Linked DNA regions of Triticum aestivum: region 1 is linked to region 2. Evidence: chromatin contacts called from public HiCAR-type data. All regions are on one chromosome and are shown on one strand. Each heading gives the region's core, a stretch centred on a gene start, on an enhancer-like site or on the middle of the called end of the contact. The rest is flanking DNA. Distances are from core to core; before and after follow the strand shown. Region 1 holds the start of LOC123136606 (proline-rich protein PRCC). Region 2 holds the start of LOC123133976 (B-box zinc finger protein 32).

Evidence for each region. HiCAR-type assays count read pairs that join an accessible place to other places.
Region 1: a contact with region 2 is called in a HiCAR-type map of leaf, with 4 times the contacts expected there. The contact joins the promoter of LOC123136606 here to the promoter of LOC123133976 in region 2. A contact is called at or near these places in 1 of 5 Hi-C or Micro-C datasets (leaf) and 1 of 1 datasets of contacts at active chromatin or transcription factors (leaf).

The regions. Positions count from the first base shown.
Region 1 is chr6B:209,838,653-209,842,197 of IWGSC CS RefSeq v2.1, forward strand. LOC123136606 (proline-rich protein PRCC) reads left to right here and starts at 1,608. Exons shown (of 2, transcript XM_044556029.1): 1 at 1,608-2,882. The coding sequence starts at 1,791.
Region 2 is chr6B:209,452,568-209,456,156 of IWGSC CS RefSeq v2.1, forward strand. It overlaps LOC123133976 (B-box zinc finger protein 32), which reads left to right and starts at 2,123. Exons shown (of 1, transcript XM_044553348.1): 1 at 2,123-3,311. The coding sequence starts at 2,487. The coding sequence ends at 3,140.

The DNA of each region.
Region 1 (3,545 bases), core at 358-2,857, 390 kb after region 2:
TGTAGGCCGCCCCGGCAAGGGTGTTGCCAGGGGAGGCCTAGCTTGTCTTCTGCTCTTTGTTTACTAGCTTGAATGATGTCTTTGGTAATCTTGTATTTTGCCTTCTACTGCCCCGTCAAGCCCTCGCCACGGGCGCGGCTACGACTGCCCATGCACAAGTAAGGGGTACAGAAAGGCCCAAACTTATGTACATCGACAAACCCAATTTTTCGTTCGATTGATATGTCAGAAAATTCAAGTGTTTATATTCCCTGATTCCAGAAGTGAACCATGAGCCTGCTGGCGAGAAGTCTGGGAGAAGTGTTAGCCATAATCCGAGAGCGACGATGAAGCAAAAACCCAAGAGTTCGATGATAAGCACGATGACAATGATGCTGAAGGCGAATCTGAGGATGAGGCGGAGTCTTCTCCCTCGACCTACATTGTCCAAGAAGGTAGGCCTAATACAGTAAATGATCCGAGCAAAATAGCACCCGCTACTCAGGGGGTTAAACGAGCTCGAGCGGCTTCGATTGAGCCAGCGGTTCCTTCTCCAAAGGTGGTTAAAATGCCAAGAACATAACTCATAAGCCTAGTAAAGTTGCGAACTTGCCCTGGTTGAAGAAAGTGGTGCCGATTGTCTCCAAGTGAGTATAAGTAGTGTAATTTTGCTTTGAGTATTTTGACATTGTAACCATCTTGGAGCCTTTTCTGAAGTAGGGCTGCCACCTCAACAAGTCACAACAGCTAAGCTACCGAGCAGACCCCGAGCAAAGGCAAAAGACGACCTGATGTTGATGTTGAAACTTCAGAAGGTATTTTGTATGTTGTGTCATCGCCGAGTGAATGATAAAGCAAAGACTAATGAATTGTTGTTTTACATTGTTCATAGTGGCTGAAGGAGTAACTCCCATGGAGGACGCTGGGGAGCACGAGGAGCGTACTCAAACGGATCTCGACATGCCTAATCGAAGGTGAAGTCCGGTGTCAAAGGAAGTCTACCATGACTCAGTGCAAAAAATTCCAGAAGTTCAATCGGGCGCAAGTGTTCAAGCACCGATTGAAATTGTATAAGCTGGTCCGAGTACATTAGCGATGATGGCGCCTCAACGTTTACTGCCTCCAGCTGCTCTGTCCGCCTTATTTTCATTGGCCAGAACTCCAGAGGACGACGTGGGGGCAAGCAAAGAAGCCATGATTTAGGCCGAACCGATAAACTCTAGTATGAAGGATGCACTAACTTGAACGAGATCATGAAAGCTTATATCCGAGTAAGTACTGGATGGGGTTACCCCAAAGGTGGTGGTTTTCATGATTGTAACTGATGTAACAATTATAATAAATGAAGGGGAGGTAATTACTACTCCCTCCGTCCCAAAATTCTTGTCTTAGATTTTTCTAAATACGGATGCATCAAGTCACGTTTTAGTATTAGATACATCCGTATCTAGGCAAATCTAAGACAAGAATTTTGAGACGGAGGGAGTACTTTTTAGGCAATGGAGAAGACAATTACTAAAAAAAAAAGCTCTAAGAGTAAGAGGCAAGCGAGAGTCTCAAAAATAGGTCAGCCCACATAGTGTAGGCCTCTCTCTAGGGCTTGGTAAAAGGTTTCAACCATGTGAAGCTCAGCCCGTTAGATAAAAAGTACCCCGCCGAAGCCCAGGAAAACGCCCCACTTCCGTACCTTTCCGACCAGGCGACCACCGCCTCCGCTCACCGTCGACGACTCCAACTCCAACTCGAAACAAACCCCAAAGCCGCCGCCGACGCCGCCGCCTGCCCCTTTCCCCGCCGACCGCGCCGAAAACATGGATTCGCTTCTTGCCACCTACGCCTCTTCCGACGAAGACGCCGACGAGAGCATCCCCTCACCCGCTCCCGCGACCCGCCGCGGCGAGGCGAGCGGAAAGCCCGCCGGCGGCATCTTCTCCGCGCTCCCGCAACCCAAGTCGGCGCCTATATTCTCATCGCTCCCGGCGCCGAAATCCGCCGCGACCTTCTCCTCCATCCCGCCTCCCAAATCGTCCGTTTCCTCCGGAAACCCTAAGCGCGTCGTACAGTTCCGCCCGCCGCCGATCCGCCAGACCACCGGGGTCAGCTCGGACGAGGATGATGACGCCGAGAAGCGCCGTCCCAGCGTCAGCGAGGCGCCCCCGCCCCTGTCTGCTGGATCGGGGCCGGTGTCTTCGTTCCTCCCGGCGCCCAGGCACTCGCTTGGCTTCGGCTCCGGCGCGGCCAGGAGGTCGGCCGTAGACACCGCCGGGCCGGAGAGGTCAAATCTTGGTGCTGCTGGCCCCTCTAGCTCGGCTGTCAACAGAGGGGCGCCAGAAAGGTCCGATACTGGCCCTGCCGACGAGGACGATCCTGAGAAAAGCAGCGATGAGGATGGCATGCCTGCTCCGGAGCAACAGCAAGAACAACAGGGTCTTGGTGCTGAAGCTGGAGACGTCCAACACCAGGGTTGTGATGCTGGAGTTGGAAACGCTAATGGGTACGAAGGCTATGCATGGGATCCAAACTATTATGCATATTATGGTTTGGATCCAAATAGCAATTTGAATTATGGGGCTGAACCACAGTATGCAGCATATGGAGTGGAGCAAGGTGGTGGGTATGATAATGGATATGGCGGGGAGCACAGTGGTGGATACGAGCATTCGACAGCGCCTCCATGTGGAGGGGAATATACTGGAGGTTACAGTGCTGAGGCAGTGGCAATGGCAGCGCCACCAATGCGGGAGCCTGCACTGCCACCAGAATTGGGCAGGATTGGAGTGAAGAGAGGTAGGAGGGATATGCCTATGGAGATTATAGAGGTGAATCAGGCAGAACTGGTCAAGAACCGTCCGAGGGAGGACAAATCCAAGCTCACAGGGATGGCCTTTGGTCCTAGTTACCAGGTACAGACAAATCATTCCCTGATAACTTGGCATGACTTTTGCTTAGCTATTGCTACATTGTTATTGTGCTCAGTTCACTTTACCGTCTTTGATTTTCTTTCACCTTATAGCCATCATCACTACTATCCATGTTAGATAATTGTATTTTTATTTTGTCAAGTGATACACAGATACTAAGTATGCATGCAGCATTATCCATGCAATTTAGGCCCTGATACCAGTCCCAAGCAATTATTCTTGGTAATAGGTTTTTGCTTGTCACAGTTTTAGTTAAAAATTTGCAAATTATCACCAATAAGGCAAACAAATCAAGTACTGTACCTGACAAATGAAGAGTCACTACTGATAACTTCTCCAAGCTGTAATTATATGCTAGTGATGCTTTCAAGGGTGTTGTCACTGTCATCAGATCGTAACTGGAGTAGATGAATACTCCCTCCGTAAACTAATATAAGAGCTTTTAGATCACTAAAGTAGTGATCTAAATGCTCTTATATTAGTTTACGGAGGGAGTATATAATTATGTTTTTGTTACGAAATGAACCATATAATTTGCCAATTCATATATCCTTAAACTTAACAATAAATATACTAGCTAATCTAGCTTATGGTTTAAACCATGTTTATAAATGTATGCTATTGCACACATGCTTAAAATAAATA
Region 2 (3,589 bases), core at 873-3,372:
CGACCATGACTGCAGGGGAACGCCCTCAAGGAAGAGGCGTGCCCGGAAGCGCAGCGTCTTGAGCTGCGAGAGGGAGCGGCGCGACCAGTCCTTCACCAGGAAAGGCGCTCCCTGATTGTCGTGGAAGACGCCACGCTCGAAAATGATGTCCCTCCAACGTCTGTCGGTGAACCTGGCGACGAACGAGTCGAAGTAGTGGGAGACGTAGAGCGCCGCTGATGGTATCTCCGGGAACTCCGCCATGATGCCCGCCTTCACCTTGGCGGGGTACATGCCTTCCGCCGCCACCGAGACGACGAGCGCAGTTTCCCGCGGGCTCAGCTCTCGATCGGCCATCTCTTGAGAGAAGTCCAGCAGGATGGTGGATCCCAACGGGCGCCTCGCGGCCGCGCCGAGGGGGAGCCCCGTAGCAGCAGCCTCCATGTCAGGGATAGGCATCACGAAAGGGTTCACAGGCGGTGGTGGGTAAGCTAGGCGATCACGGAGCGACTGCCGATTTGGCAGCGGCGGCGGAGGGGTGGTGCGATGGCGTGGATGTGCGGCCGTGGAGCGAGGAGGTGGTGGAGGGTTGCGGCGGCCATAGATAAATTATATGATAAATGGTATGACAATACCTCATGGGCCATAGATACTGCAGCCACTATGTGGTTATACCTCAACTCAACAGTTTGAAGTATCATGTGTCTCGGTGGATTATATCTTTCACTAAGGTGTCATTTTCACTAATAGTTGATGATTTGGTCAATCTTGCAGCTCCCCCGCTCCACTCATGTGTAGTTGTTGTGTGAGTGTATTTGACTATTTCAATAAGTGAAACTAAACTCATTAACGATGCACAAAATGTGTGTTTATGCTGTACTCGAAACTTCAAATCTGCCATATAGACATGTGTGACACCCCAATTCATGTCCATTGGACACAATGAGTGGGATGGGGAGGGGAGAGTAAGGAGCTAGGAGGAAGAAGGAGAGATGATGGACGAGGAGGGAGGAGGGCTCGATGGCAAGACCACCGAGGCTAAAATGACAGCGGGTGCTAACCGACTAAGATAAGGTCAGCAACCTACCACTGAGTGTGTAAAGAGTACACATTTGGTGTTCCGGGGCAGCAGGGCCGCTGGATCTGCGATCCGGAGGACAATGTCTACGTTCCACAAGGTTAGCAGAAAACACCACACGAGTCTCATAATTGCACGTATGTCCAGTGCTCCGACCCTGCCCTCCGGATTTGTGATCCAATGGCCCTGTTTGGATACTCTAACTTAGTTAGAGGTTAGAGTTAGAATTCTAACTCTGAACTAACTCCAACCAAAAAAATGTATGGATGGCAGGGTTAGATTGACAATAAATGCTCTTTCTCAATCATTTGGCGAGAGTTGCGATGTCCGAGGCAGACGGGGACGCGCCCGGCAAGGAGCCATGCTGGCCTCTCGCGTAGCCCGCCGGCCGAATGCGTCGTCCTTGCGCAAGGAGCCGCGCTGGCCGAGGCCGACAGGGACGGGCCGCGCAAGGAGCCGCGATTGCTTACTGACGGGCGGACGGGCCGCAGGAAGACGATGGGGTTGGAACGGGAGTATAGGGCAGGGCTGCTGCGGGGAGAGTGAGAGAAAAATGTGTTTTTTAGTGGTCCCGAGAAGAACTAACCCAAATAAGCATCTCTTGGATGGGTTAATTTTTTAAGTAGGTTAGATGCATCTAATCCAAACAACCTTTCCTGTTTGAATATTTTTGGGTTAGTTGAGTCCAAACTAAGCTAAACTAACTCTAACCTATGGATGCAAACAGGGTAAATGGTACATGGCGACCGGCTACGTCATGATCCCTTCGGTAGAGCACTGATCAAATCCTGACCCTCCATATCAGATCAAGCGGTTCTGTTAAGTTGCATTTATGGCGGTAACGGTACGGGCAGCCAGCTAGCTCTCATACTAGTACAAAACTGCCCACTTGTACCAGCTCAAAATATCTGGGTGTACAACACGGCGAGGAACATCAGCCACAAATAAGATCGAGCCCCACCCAAACACCCCGACCCCCGCCGTCCACACACTCCCAAACGGAAAACCGCACGCTCCACATTGTTTTTCTCCACGGCCCGCCGATTAATCAATCGCACGGCCCCGGTGAGCAGGAGCTGGACTACGCTTCGCCGCTTGGAGCCACTGGTCTCCATCCCAGGGCAGGGGGCCTCTTTAAATATCCTCCACCCGAGCTGCCTGCCGACTCCAAAGTCCGTCCAAACCCATCTCTCGCATCTCTCACCTCCTCCCCCACGCCGCGGTTTCCCGACCTCGTCGCAGACCGCACAGACCAGGTCTGCCGTCTCCCCTCTGCAACTCGCGGTCGCCGCCGGCTTCCTTCCCGCAACGCGCGGGCTACGCTAGCTCCGGTGGGCCTGGTTTTCATAGCCGCTAGCGATCCATCCCCTGCCTAGAGGCTGCAGGCAGAGGCTGGTCGGAGGATCGAGAAGAGAAGCTGCTGTTCGTAATGGCGGGCGACAGGTGCGCGGGCGCGATCGCGGGGTGCGAGCTGTGCGGGGGCGTCGCGGCGGTGCACTGCGCGGCGGACTCGGCTTTCCTCTGCGTGCCCTGCGACGCCAAGGTGCACGGCGCCAACTTCCTCGCCTCCAGGCACCTGCGGCGCCGGCTCGTTCACGCGGCCGCGGGCGAGGACGCCGGATCCGCGGGCTCGGAGTCGGAGTCGTCGTCCAGCTCCTCCTGCGTGTCCACCGCCGACTCGTGCGCGGCCGCCTCCGCGGCGACGCGGGCGGCGGGGAGGAGGAGGGCCGGGTGCAAGCACCGGCGCGCGCGGGCGGAGGTGGTCCTCGAGGGGTGGGCCAAGCGGATGGGCCTCGCGCCGGGAACGGCGCGCCGGCGGGCGGCCAGGGCCGCGGGCGCGCTCCGGGCGCTGGGCCGTGGCGTCTCCGCCTCCCGCGTATCCCTCCGCGTCGCGATGGCCGCCGCGCTCTGGTCGGAGGTCGCCGGATCCGGCTGCGCGGAGGCCGCGCTGCTCCGCCGGCTGGAGGCAAGCTCGCACGTGCCGGCGAGGCTGGTGGTCACGGTGGCGTCGTGGATGGCACGCACCGCGGTCCGGGCCCCCGCCCCTGCCCCCGCCGTGGAGGGCTGGGCCGAGTGCTCCTGAGCCACGGGCTCCGGCCCGGGCCCATCTCCCTCCCGTCGACGTGCCGAACAAGGAAGAAGGAAGCAAGCCTGAGATAGAATTACACGTAGAATGTAACATGTGAAGCAAAGTTCGTTTGTTTAATTTTCCCCACCTTATTCTAAGCACGATTATACATATTATTCTTGTTAATATTCCTTCATCATGAATTCATCATCATGGCGGCAAAAGATCTTCTCATTTTATTTTTTTGGTTTTCCGGATGGTGGCAAAAGATCTTGTGGTTAGGAGGGGCGAGGCGAGGTCCAGACCCGAATGGACGGGAGTCTTTTGACTGTCTGTGCGTGATGATTAAATAGAGTAACTAAAGTTGATTTTGGTTAAGACCTATGTGGTGGAAGAATGTCGACGATACCTTCCTTGCTGGCGTCCGTTGGCTTCGCGCGTCGTGTGCGTTCGATTGGTGGCTG